2 separate regions of the Mus musculus genome follow, and region 2 is linked to region 1. The links are chromatin contacts, called in public Hi-C maps. All regions are on one chromosome and are shown on one strand. The core of a region is the stretch at or near the end of the contact, and the rest is flanking DNA. Distances in the headings are between cores, read along the strand shown. Region 1 has its middle 6.0 kb from the start of Gm8075. Region 2 has its middle 44 kb from the start of Hif1a.

Region 1 (5,749 bases), core at 2,161-4,660:
ACATGAAGCCTTCAGACTAGGGCTAACCAACCTCGGAGGCTTAACAATGTTTTTTAGACTGCTCCCCTCATAGAGTAGGAAGCAAAGAGCCCATGAGGCAAGTGACTTGTCCCTCTGATTTCCTGGCTCAGTTAGTGGAGCTTAGGAGAAAGTCAAGATTCTGTCAAGTCCACAGCCTGACTGGGAGAAGGGGTTTCTCAAACTTTAGCTGCCAACCCAATTGCTTGGCGGGGTAGGCAAACACAGATTGGCTGGTCCCAGTCGGGAGACACCACCTGAGTAGGTTGGAATGGAGTCTGACAGTTTACATGTCTAATGTTTCTAGGTATGGCTGATGAGGGATGCCGGGTGGGCCACATCTCAACAACCAAAAGTGGATGAGGATGTGTAGTGAGCACAGGCAGGCTGGGGAGAGGAAAAGGTTAAGGGCAGTGGTTCTCAACCTTCCTAACTCTGTGACCCTTTAATACAGTTCCTCCTGCCGTGATGAGCCCCAGCCATAAAAGTATCTTTACTGATACTTCATATCTGTCATTTTGCTACTCTTAAGAATCATAATATCTGTGTTTTCTGGTGGTCTTAGGTGACCCCTGCAAAAGGATCGGTCGACCCCAAAGGGGTCACAATCCACAGGTTGAGAACAGCTGGTTAAGGAGACACTGGTGTCGTCTTTTCAGGGGTTCTCTGTCTCCTCAAATCTGTGCTTGCCTACCCCGCCAAGCAATTGGGTTGGCATCTAAGGTTTGAGAAACCCCCTCTCCCAGTCAGGCTGTGGACTTGACAGAATCCCGACTTTCTCCTAAGCTCCACGAGCTGAGCCAGGAAATCAGAGGGAGACTCGGGAAGGCAGCGGCATCGTCTCTGCGCATGCACCCCTGCCAAGTCACTTGCCTCATGGGCTCTTTGCTTCCTACTCTATGAGGGGAGCAGTCTGAAAAACTTTTAAGCCTCCGAGGTTTGTTCCATCTCTCTCCTCAGACCTTGGACTTCTTAGATGTTTCCTCATAACATATATAAAACGTGGGCTCTGGCCCATAACCGAGGCCAAAGTTAGCGCTTGCAGGGACTTCTTTGGAGTTGGCATTATGAGGAAGTCAGAGTCAGTCCCTCAGCTCGCACTCTTTGTCTTTATGTCCCCTGTTCAGACTGCAGCAGGACAGGTAGAGCAGACCAGCAGTTCCAGGGGAGCACAAACGGCTGCCTCATCACGAGATTAACCTACAAGCTCCTCAGATCTTTCTGGCTCTGCAGGTACAGGGTGGAGTCGCAGTGAACCAAGCGCCGACGTTGCCGTCCCATCCGTGGAGATTTCCACCTACTTTTACTGTTTTGAACTCCAGACAAGAGAGTTACCAGCCACATGATTTTCTATACTAAAAGCTGGAAAATATTTCCAAGAGCCCCAGGTAGAGCCTGGGGCCTAGAGGCCCCTCCTCCCCAGCCCTTATCTACTCCCTTGTGTACTTAGAATATCTGCAAGGAGTCCTCTCTGCATCCCTTCCAGTAAAGCCTGTACGTGGCTGGCACAGGGAACTCTCCCTGGAGAGGAGATGGGTGAGGCGGTGGACACACTTCCTGAAGCCACAAGAAAGAGGAGGCTGCTGATTCATCAGCAGCTGCTTCCTGGACTTACAATGCCGGGCTGCACTGAAGAGTATTTTTCCAAGGTGATGTGAGCTGTTACAACATTCCTGCTGGTCCCCATCGGCCCTTCCTGTAAGTCAAACCAGAAAGTTGCCCAAACCAGCATTCCTGAGCAGCTGAGCACAGGATTCCAGACACAATGTTCCCAGCATGCCTTTAGATCCCTCTTGGAAGCAGGAGTTCATCTCTTTCTGAGCCTCTGCATGTCATCAGCCAGGGCCAGGGGGTTGTTGGGCAGGCCACAAGAGTCATAAGGAAGCGGTATGTGGCATTAAGTCAGCTGGGAAACACAGGCTTTCGCAGATTCCCCTAACAGGAGGGTTGGCTGAGAAAGGAGCAAGCCCCACGTGTCACTAAGATGCTTTTTATGTTCCTACTCTGCCTTGACTCTTGACTGACACAGAAAGCTGCTGTGACCTATACCTGACCTTCTCGGAGCTATGGCACTGGTTTGGAAGTGCCTGTGTTTTATCTAGGTATCTGTGTGTCTCCGTGCAGAGAGTATGCTGTCTCTGTAGGATAGTGGTTTTCATTTAGAATGGAAAACCTCATGGAAGACAGTGAGAAATGTGCAGGGGAGCAAGGACAAATGCCAGATTTTTCCCGTTCAATGATGCCCTACCCCATAAAAAATGAACATTGAAAAAAAAAAACAGACTCATAAAAGCAGTTCTAAGATGCTTTTGTTTTTGAGACATGGTCTCAAGTAGCCCAGGTTAGCCTTGAGCTGACTATGTGGTCAAAGATGCTCTTGAACTTCTGACCATCCTGCCTCCACTCCTGCAGGGCTGGGATTCTAGGCATGCATTTTAACAGCCAGTTTTATACAGTGCTAGGGATCGAACCCAAGGTCTTTGTTCATGCTAGACAAGTAGGCTACACCACAGTTCCTGGTTCTAGGTACATTATTATTTCCTAGCAAAATAAAAAGCTAATGGGAGTGGAGGATTCTGGGAATAAAGCAAGAGATAGGGGCCTGCTCTTAGACACATTACTTGGACTCTACACTACTCTACTATAAAGTGGAAAATGACCTCTTTCATCTCTCTTTCTCCTCTCTCTCTCCCTCTCCTTCTTTCCCTCCCTCCCTCTCCTGTCCTTGATTGATGCTTTTGGTATCTTCAGCCAGAGAAATCCTAAGCTAAGAGGCCCTACTTTGGGAGATGTCAAGAAGACTCATTGGGTAAAGGTGCTTGTTTTCAATCCTGAAGACCTGAGTTCGATACTGTTGTCCACATGGTATAAGGAGACAACAGATCCCTGAAAGATGCCCTCTGACTTTTACACCCGAGGGAGATATGGTATACACACACACACACTTTTTTTTTTTAAAAAAAGAAATGAAACTTCTAAAAAACACCCTACTTATAAAATTAATTCCTTAGTCATGCTAAAAGAATAACTGAAATTTGTAATGAGAGTTAGAGGTTTACAAGTCGTTCTATTTTTCTCTTCACAGTCTTATCAGGTGGGTGATAATATCCCTACTCCCCAGACATTAAGCACTGTTGGTCTCAAGCGTTTTGTAGAAGAGACATTCGATCTATTGTACCACTTAACTGATGAGGGTGAAGGTTGGGAACAGTGCAGGGTGAATGCCCAGTAAGGTTTTATACCCATGTCTCCTGGCCCCCAAGTTCACAGTCTTTATAGCCCATAGCGTGCACTTGGCAGCTGCTGCTGGCAGTCCCTGAAATCAAGGCCATCTCCAGAAGCACATCCTGGGAATTCCAGCTGGGTGCTAACACTCTGAGAAGGCAGTGAGCCAGAAGGGAGGTTTGTTGAGCCCGTGACTCTGCAGAGCTTATCCACAGCACATGGTGCTCCTCACAGGGCCTGGTCTGGTGCTTTAATGGGGTGCAAGATAAACAGAGAAGCCCCCTTAGGCCATGTCTTATCTTGAGGAGGGTGGTAAAAACTTTAACTCTCTCCTCCCCACCCTTTACTTCCGGGCCATTTCTTCAATGCTTCATCCAAGACTTCATTCCAAACAGCTGTGTATCTGACCTCTGAGAACGCTTCCCCTTTAAATGTAATTGTGTTGAGAATTGCATCTGTAAGCATTATATTTACATCATCCTACCTACCTTTCCCTCTCCTCCTGGCAACTCTTCCCATGTACGTGCACACACACATACCTACCTCACTGAGTCCATTTAGTGTTCCTCTTATGTAGGTGGATGTTTGGGGTTGGCCACTTGGAACTGGAAAACCCATCTCCAGGAGTTTTATCCCTGGAGAAAACTTACTTATCTTCTCTTAGAAGACATTGATCACCTGTAACTCTTCATCTGCCTTGTGAAATTTGCCTCATCCTCACTAGCATCTCAACAGGTGTTGTCAATATGCAGGTATTAAAGGCAACCATTATTATTGAGATTTATGGATGTAGCAGCACTGTCATGTTTAAAAGACCTAGTCTAACAGCAGACGTCCTGGTCCCTCCGGTTCTTACAGTCTTTCTGTTCCCTCTTCTGCAATGTTTCTTGAGTCTTAGGTATAAGGTTGCATTGTAGATATACTTACTGGGCAAGGCACTAATGCCCTGTACTTGACCGTGGTGCATCTCTGTAATGGTTCCCATTGGCTGCAGAAGGAAGCTTCTCCAGTGCAGGCTGGGAGCCACACATACAATACCTTGCTAATTTTCTCCACCAACTCTTTGCATCGGGTCTAAGTTGTAGCTGCAAATGTAGACCACAGGCAACGCTCCCAACGCTGCTCCCCTCTTCTCTTCACAGCCTGCCATCTTTGACTTTGTTTCATCCTTGTTCTCTGGGAGATCAAGAAAACTGAAGAAAACTCTGTGATTCAAAGGTATGCTCTTTGTTTCTGGTACTTGTTGAAATGTGCACCCAAGAGAGGGAGTTTAGTTTAGCAAGTGACTAGGGCATTATCTCATTTGGTCCTCAAGAGTGTTCTCGCAGGTGATTAGTACTTTTATTTTATACACAAGGAAACTAAGGTCCCCAGTGGTTTCAGTATCCAGTCTCCCCCAGGCCCCGCTGGCAACAGCTGGTAAAAAGCAGAGCCCAGCTAAACCCATTTCTACTTGGAATGTAAATGGATTTTATTGGACCGTAGCTCCTCTGTTCACTGCTAGTCATCCGAGCAAAATTTTCTCACTACTTGAATTCCAGGGATGTGCTGTTGGGCTTTCTGAAGTAATCACGATAATAAAGGGCCTTATTTTTAGTACTTTCCCATTTCTATAGTATAAATATTCCCACCGCCACCGACTTTAAACTAGCATTGAATTCACTAGACATCGACGTGGGAGAAGATGTGCGACTAACCCATGTGGACCAGCCCAGGACCACTGGAAAATGGAGCAAGTGCACACATCGAACCTTTAATACTAAAAACCATGCGTCCCTTCAATCCCAGAAAAGGACTTTCTTTTAACACACGCCTCCCCAAACAGATCTTTACCCTGGAGTTCTGCACGGGTAGGAAGGTGCTTTCACTCTTATTCCTAGAAGTCAAACACCACAAGTAACAAACAAATGGACGTGGACCTCAGGGGTTTCCTAGCATCCATAGAAGGCTAATTCTGCGAACAGAATCCCAAACGACATCTCCTTCACCCTGGGGGCCGAGAGCCCTGGCCGTGTACTTGATTTCCTTGCTGAGAATTAAGTATATACTTGCTGAGCTCCTCAGTGCTGAGCCTAGACTCATGACTGTGTGGTACAGTGTAGCAGCAGGGTTTGGGCATGCGGCCAGTGGAAACATGATGTGGAGCCAACTCCAGGCTCGCCTGGGTCGACAGTGCAATTGTGGTATGTGCTTGCAAAGCCTATTTCAGACTGTGGCATGCTAGTTTCTAAGGGTTGGGAAAGGGTTCTGGTCCACCAATCTCACCCAGAATACAGACTGCACATGCCTTCCGATGACAAACTCCTTGTGTCAGAAGAATGCCCATCAGACATTTGGGTATCTCTTTGAAAATATTCACTTTTAAAATGAACACAAACTCCATTACCCTTATTGTATCCTGATGTGTCCCAGTTCTAAATCCGGGATTTGTATAATTAAGCTAGTCTCTTTTTATATAGCAGGCAGTACAGTACAGTGTGTCAAGCAGCTTTCTATCAACAGGATG
Region 2 (5,749 bases), core at 1,873-4,372, 74 kb before region 1:
TGGATCCTGCCCAGTACTTTATAACAGTGATTAGAAGAAAAGCCTCGAAAATAATCAGCAAGGGACAACTGGTCTCAGCTCTGGGACCTGTTAACTTTAACAATTTCAGAAAAACATTTGCAAATTGAAAGGATAGTGTTGTCTGTGCTTTTTGTTTCAAACACACGACCTTTGTGCAGCATACTCAGTGGCAGATGCTCACAGGTATCTGTTGAGAGACTAGATGCAAGGAGGAGGAGTTCTGAGATAGGACGGAAACAAGGCCTTAAGGTTAAAGGACATGAAGAGATTTAACTGGAGAAGGCTCTGCAGGGACCACAGAGTTCTGTTGAGAGCATTTGAAAGACATGTTTATACAGAGGATGAGAGACTTAGTCTAAGTCACTCTAAGGAGCAAAACAAGCAACTGCACAGAGAAGATATGCAATTAAAGCTTCCCCAGATGGAAAGCCCTATAGGAACTTGGCCGTTGGAATTCTTCCCTAGTTCGCTCCTCTTCCAGTTTCTGCAGGAGCTCATTCATTCAAACATACATTTTAGCACGTTGCACACTTATCTCTCAACTTAGCAAGTTGTGAAGCTTAAGCTCGCATAGCTTTTTCACATGTCAATCATTCCTCAGTAAAGTAGCCTTAAAACCAGCACTGCCAGCAACCACCACTGACAACTGTACTGAGTATTTGGGGGGGGGGGAACAAACGGGGCCCTGCTCTCTTGTTCACTGTCTCTACTGGTGAAGGAGAGAAAGGAAATCAGATATAACAAAGCCAACAGCTTAAGCTAACCTTACAGGGTTACAGGATCACTTGAAAAGAAGGCGGAGTGGGGTGGGGTCCTGAATTGCATGCAAGGTCTGGGTGAGATGTTCACACTGTCCCCTGCAATATCTAAGAACCCTGGGCTATCCCTTTCTCCTTACCTTCTCACCTCTGTCAGGAGGACCAGCGATGTCCTACCACCTCCTTCTTCCTTCTGCCTTCAGAATGCCAACTAAGTTGTTTTTATGTTTGTTTTGAGGACTGGAGCCTGTGTATCGCAGCCCGACCTTAAGTTTGCTATGTAGCCAAGGATAACCCTGGACATCTCTCTCCTCCTCCTGCCTCCACCACTGCACTCAGCTTGTAAAGTGCTAGTGATCAAGCTCAGACTGCGGGTCAGTCAACCACTCTGCCAACGGAGCTATATTCTTGTCCCTCACTACTGAATTCTGACCATCTTAATTCTCATGACTTCACCCACGAGGCTATTAGTATGGTCACTGATTATTATTATATGTTGACCAGGCTGAATCACATCTAGTGGTGTACAAGTGATAGGGTGTGGCATGTGACGTTGCATGAGATCTTAGCGCAGCTGGAGAAATCAGATAATTCTCTCTGTGTTCGGTGGGTGAACAGTGCCACCCCTTTAAGGATAGGTCTATGCTCAAATTCTAGACACTGTGAATGGTACCTTATCTGGGGTGGCGGGGGGGAACTACAGACCTACCTAATTAAAGATCTTAGGATGAGATTGTCCTGGTGCCCCCAGGTGGGCCTTCACTATGATACCAAACATCATTACAATAGACGGAGGAGGAAAGAGAGACAGACAGAAGGCAGAGACTGAAGAGGTGTGCTCACAAGTCAAGGAAGCCAGGTTGCTGCCAGCTCACAGAGGCTGGAAGTGGTTAGAGGACAATCAGTCCCAGAAGGAGTTGATTTTAGATTTCTGGCCTTCAGAGCTCTAAGAAAATACATTTTTGTCATTTTAAGTAACCAGTTTGTGGTGGTTTGTTCCTACACTCCCAGAAAACCTCTCTTGAACCACTGTTAACAGCTGTTCACCCTGCAATCAGGGGACAGCACTAACTGCGAAACACACACACACATAATACACACACCACACACACACACACACACACACACACACCACTCTCCAGGCTTTAGCGGCATTTTGGTTTCCATGGGTCCACCTGAGGGACAGACGTGAAGGTAGACAATACACGAAGCTACTGCTCCTGTCTATTCCTCCTGCTCAAGAACTCCTACGCAGAGAAAGGCGGGACTGAAATTGGACTTCCCGAGCTTCAACACTTTCATGTAATTACAGAGCAATATGAAAAACAGAGAAGAGACTATTTTGAGCCTGGCATATGCCATTAGGTTCTCAGAACACATGATGATCCGTTGCTGACAGCTGGGTGTATAGCCTCATCTCTGTCTTCTCCCCCGGAACGGCTATGGTCCAGCAGTGTCAGCTCATTTCTCCTTCCTGACCCAACTCACTTGCTTAGATGATTTTTTGCCTGCACACAGCCCATTCCCCTTTTCTTGAAATGCTCTCCCTGAAGTTAAGCTGACCCATGGATTCTTCTTCATTGTGTGAAGCCAGGTTCATGCCTCATTAGCTTCCACTCAAGATTAGATTATGGATTCTCTTTTGCAATGACCTTACTTTTTATAAAACACAAAGCCTTACTTTATGCACAGCTCTATGTTATAATTCTTTCTGTATCCATTTCTTTGAAGGTCAAGTTATTTTAGGCACATTTTAGTGTCCTCTGTGCCTTGTACTTCAGCCAGTGCCAGTCCACCGAGTTATATTGATTTGGATTTATATTCTGGAATTGATGACCTTATTTAAGAGCTGTATTACTTCTTCCCAGATGATGTCACTATGCCACTAATACCACCAGGAGGCTGTGATACTGGATTTCATGGAATGGATCTGAGAATAGAGGACATGATGGTTGGCTTTACCCGAAGCTGGCGTGGAAAGGAAATATTTTCATCCCAACGAGGAGAAAGAAAGGTAGTTTTGAGAGTGAGTCAGAACTTTCTCTAGCTGCTCCTCATGTAGATTTGTTCTGGACCCTAGCCCTCCTAGGTTACCATCTATTTGTGACGACTCTGTGTAGTTTCCCAAGGACTACTGAGATATCCTGTTTTTTCCTGGTGACAGAGAAGAGCACTGTGGCACAGGCTTCTCCCGAGGGGTTGGAATAGAAATAACTGTGTGGTCCACGAGTCCTCTAAATGGTACAGAGGAGAACTCTTGATGAAAAGCACAGCTCCCATCCTTGCCCTGAAACTGGGATTCTGCCTGGGCTATTTTGGGCCTTGTTTCCAGTTGCCTCTGGCCAGTGACAAGATTTCACACTCGCTGCCACTTCTCATTATGGCCCCTGCTGCTCGTGTCTCAGAAAGGCTTCTCCGAGGCTGATGGGCTCAGGCTTCGGAAACAGGCTGCCTTGCTCTGCCGGAGAGGCACTCCTGGCAATGTGGGCAACTCAGTGTGCTTGTGTTTGCAGACAGGGACTCCTCTCACCTTCCAGAGAGATAGGTATGTCCTACCTTAGCTACGAGAGATTGGATTCCTTCCTTAGGAAGTTGCAGTCTGCAAGGCATTCAGATACACTGTGAATACACTGTGAATGCAGTCAGTTTTTCTTAATGGGTCTGTCCTGAGAAACAGAACCATGTGGAAACATGGAGAGGTCTGGCAGCACACTAAGGTCCAGAAGGAGTCTTCCAGAGGGGAAATCCAGTAGGATGTTGTAAGGGGGCTGGATAATGGCAGTCCCTATTTCCCCATATTTCCTTTCTATGGGGTCACATTAGGTGGCCTTTGTTCTTTGTTCTCACTGGCTCCCTCAGATTTAGAGCCAGAGCTTCTCAATTCTGTGTCCCAGCCATATTTTAGCCGAGTAGTGTGTTCTTTAACTTTTCAAGCCCAGGAATAGTTAAGCGAACTATGGACAGGGACCTCAGGTCACGGCCCTCTTCCTAACATTCAACCACAGCTGGTACACCTGCGCAAACAGTACCTTGTAAGTCTCCATCCTCCAAAGTCGTTCTCTATTGATTGTGAGGCTCTTACTGATAGTTCTCCTGGATTGCAGGGACACTAAGACTATATAATTAACAGGGATCTTTAAAGGCTTCGGTGGAATATTTGGATTCAATAACTAGAGACTCAGAATTTCAGCGAAAAGAAGACAGATGGAGAGGATATAGGAGAATTTAAACATAGATGAAATACAATAGGGGGCAAGCAGACCCTCCAAGAACTAGAAAGACTTCCTTTCTCATCTGAGGCGCTGCAATTTCTTGTGGAAAGCATCTGTTCCAATTTCTCTCTGGTGCATCCTCTTCTGTCCTTTTGACCCCTCCTTCACACCCCTCTCTTCATCACGTAAGCTGGTGCTCGGTTTTTGGCTTTGAAAGATACTGACTTCAGTCTTCACCTCTCACCCAGCATTTTCTCCCGCTAATTAAGTAGAGATTATCCAAGTATAAAGCAATTAATAAGTAAGCTAATGAGTGTAATCATTAATGAGAAGATGAAGGCAAAGTCAAATCTCCTATGGAAAATGGAGCACACGTGGATGCTTGTCAAGAATGGGAAGATAAATTGACTAAGGCATACATCTACCTATCTCTATAGGATCACAGATGCTGACTGCTCTAGTTAACTTTCTACTGCTGTGATAAAACGCCATGACCAAAAGCAATATGTGTTGGGGGCAAGGGTTAGTTGACCTGCAGGTTAGAGTCCATCCTAAGGAGAAGCCATGGCAAAAACACAGGCAGGAGAAACACAGATCTGGAGACAGAAATGAAGCAACGACCATACAGAAGTACTGTTTACTGGATCAATCCTCATGGCTTGCTCAACTTGCTATCTTACTCCACCCAGGACCAACTGCCCAGGGCCTCATTACCCCAGTGAGCTGGCCCTTCTTTATTAGTCATTAATTAATAAAATCCCTTATATAAACTAAGTGTGGTAGTGCTTACCCTTAATTGCAGCACTTGGGAGGCTGAGGCAAGCAGATCTCTGAGTTCAGGTCCAGTCTGGTCTACAGAGTGAGTTCCAAGATAGCCAGGGCTACACAGAGAAACCCTGTCTCTCTCTCTCTCTCACACACACACAAATGCCCTATAGGCAATCAATGTTCTTCCCAGACAACCCTAGTCTGTATCACATTGACAAGACTAATCAGGACAGTAACATATATCTATTTATATGTCTATAGTTCTTGGGAATGGGAGTCAAGTCCCATGGGCAGTTAAAAAAGACATTGCTTTTCTTGGGGACAAACTGGGATGAAAAAAACAGAGTTCTGTTTTGTTTTTGTTTTTCTGGTATAAGAGCGCTCTAGCGACACTGCTTCCTGGTTTGAAAGTTCTGGAAGCTTGGGATATGATGGTAATACATCTATAGCCAGCAAGCCATAGTGAGTCACTTCTACAATTCTAGCACCAGGGAAGCAGAGGCAGGAGAATCAGGAGTTCAAGGCCATCCTCAGCTACTTATCTAGTTCTAGGCCAGCCTGGATATCAAGCACCCTGTTTGAAACAAACAAACAAACAACCCAAAGCAGACTCCATAGGTTCCATGCAATAGTCAAGTTCATTTGACTTTATAAGATGCTTCCAGAAGACTATAATGTGACCTCGGACCCTTTGTGGTGTGCCAGCTCCCTGAGTAAAACTACTGATCATCAAAACCTCTCTTCTCAGATAAAACTAGGCTTGAGTGGTAGATAAGAGTAGAGGATGGGCATTTATTTCTAAAATCCATTTACTTTAACGTCCTGTCTTTCTATGTGTAAATTGAGATGCAGAAGTGGCAAGTGACCTCTCCAGACACACAGAGAGCTGAGGTCATTTATCTCAACTGCCTTTTAGTTGGTTAACTCTGAGGCTGGCACTGTTTTCAAACCCTGGCTCTTCAGGGTGGAGGAAGACCTCAGGGCTCATGG

Evidence for each region. A called contact is a pair of places that touch in the nucleus more often than the background predicts.
Region 2: a Hi-C map of Sertoli cells shows a contact between it and region 1, with 1.8 times the contacts expected there. The contact joins two enhancer-like sites. A contact is called at or near these places in 5 of 484 Hi-C or Micro-C datasets (Sertoli cells, bone marrow-derived dendritic cells, bone marrow-derived macrophages and 2 more), 3 of 115 datasets of contacts at active chromatin or transcription factors (bone marrow-derived dendritic cells, hepatocytes and liver) and 1 of 9 other capture datasets (embryonic stem cells).

The regions. Positions count from the first base shown.
Region 1 is chr12:73,786,737-73,792,485 of GRCm38.p6, reverse strand. No RefSeq gene overlaps it. Among named protein-coding and RNA genes, the nearest start is that of Gm8075, 6.0 kb to the left of the region's middle. Within about 2 kb of position 3,410, at least 103 of the 459 cell types and tissues checked have an H3K27ac peak or open chromatin away from gene starts, as enhancers often do. A contact at or near this core is called in Sertoli cells, where this site is marked.
Region 2 is chr12:73,860,519-73,866,267 of GRCm38.p6, reverse strand. No RefSeq gene overlaps it. Among named protein-coding and RNA genes, the nearest start is that of Hif1a, 44 kb to the left of the region's middle. Within about 2 kb of position 3,122, at least 7 of the 459 cell types and tissues checked have an H3K27ac peak or open chromatin away from gene starts, as enhancers often do. A contact at or near this core is called in Sertoli cells, where this site is marked.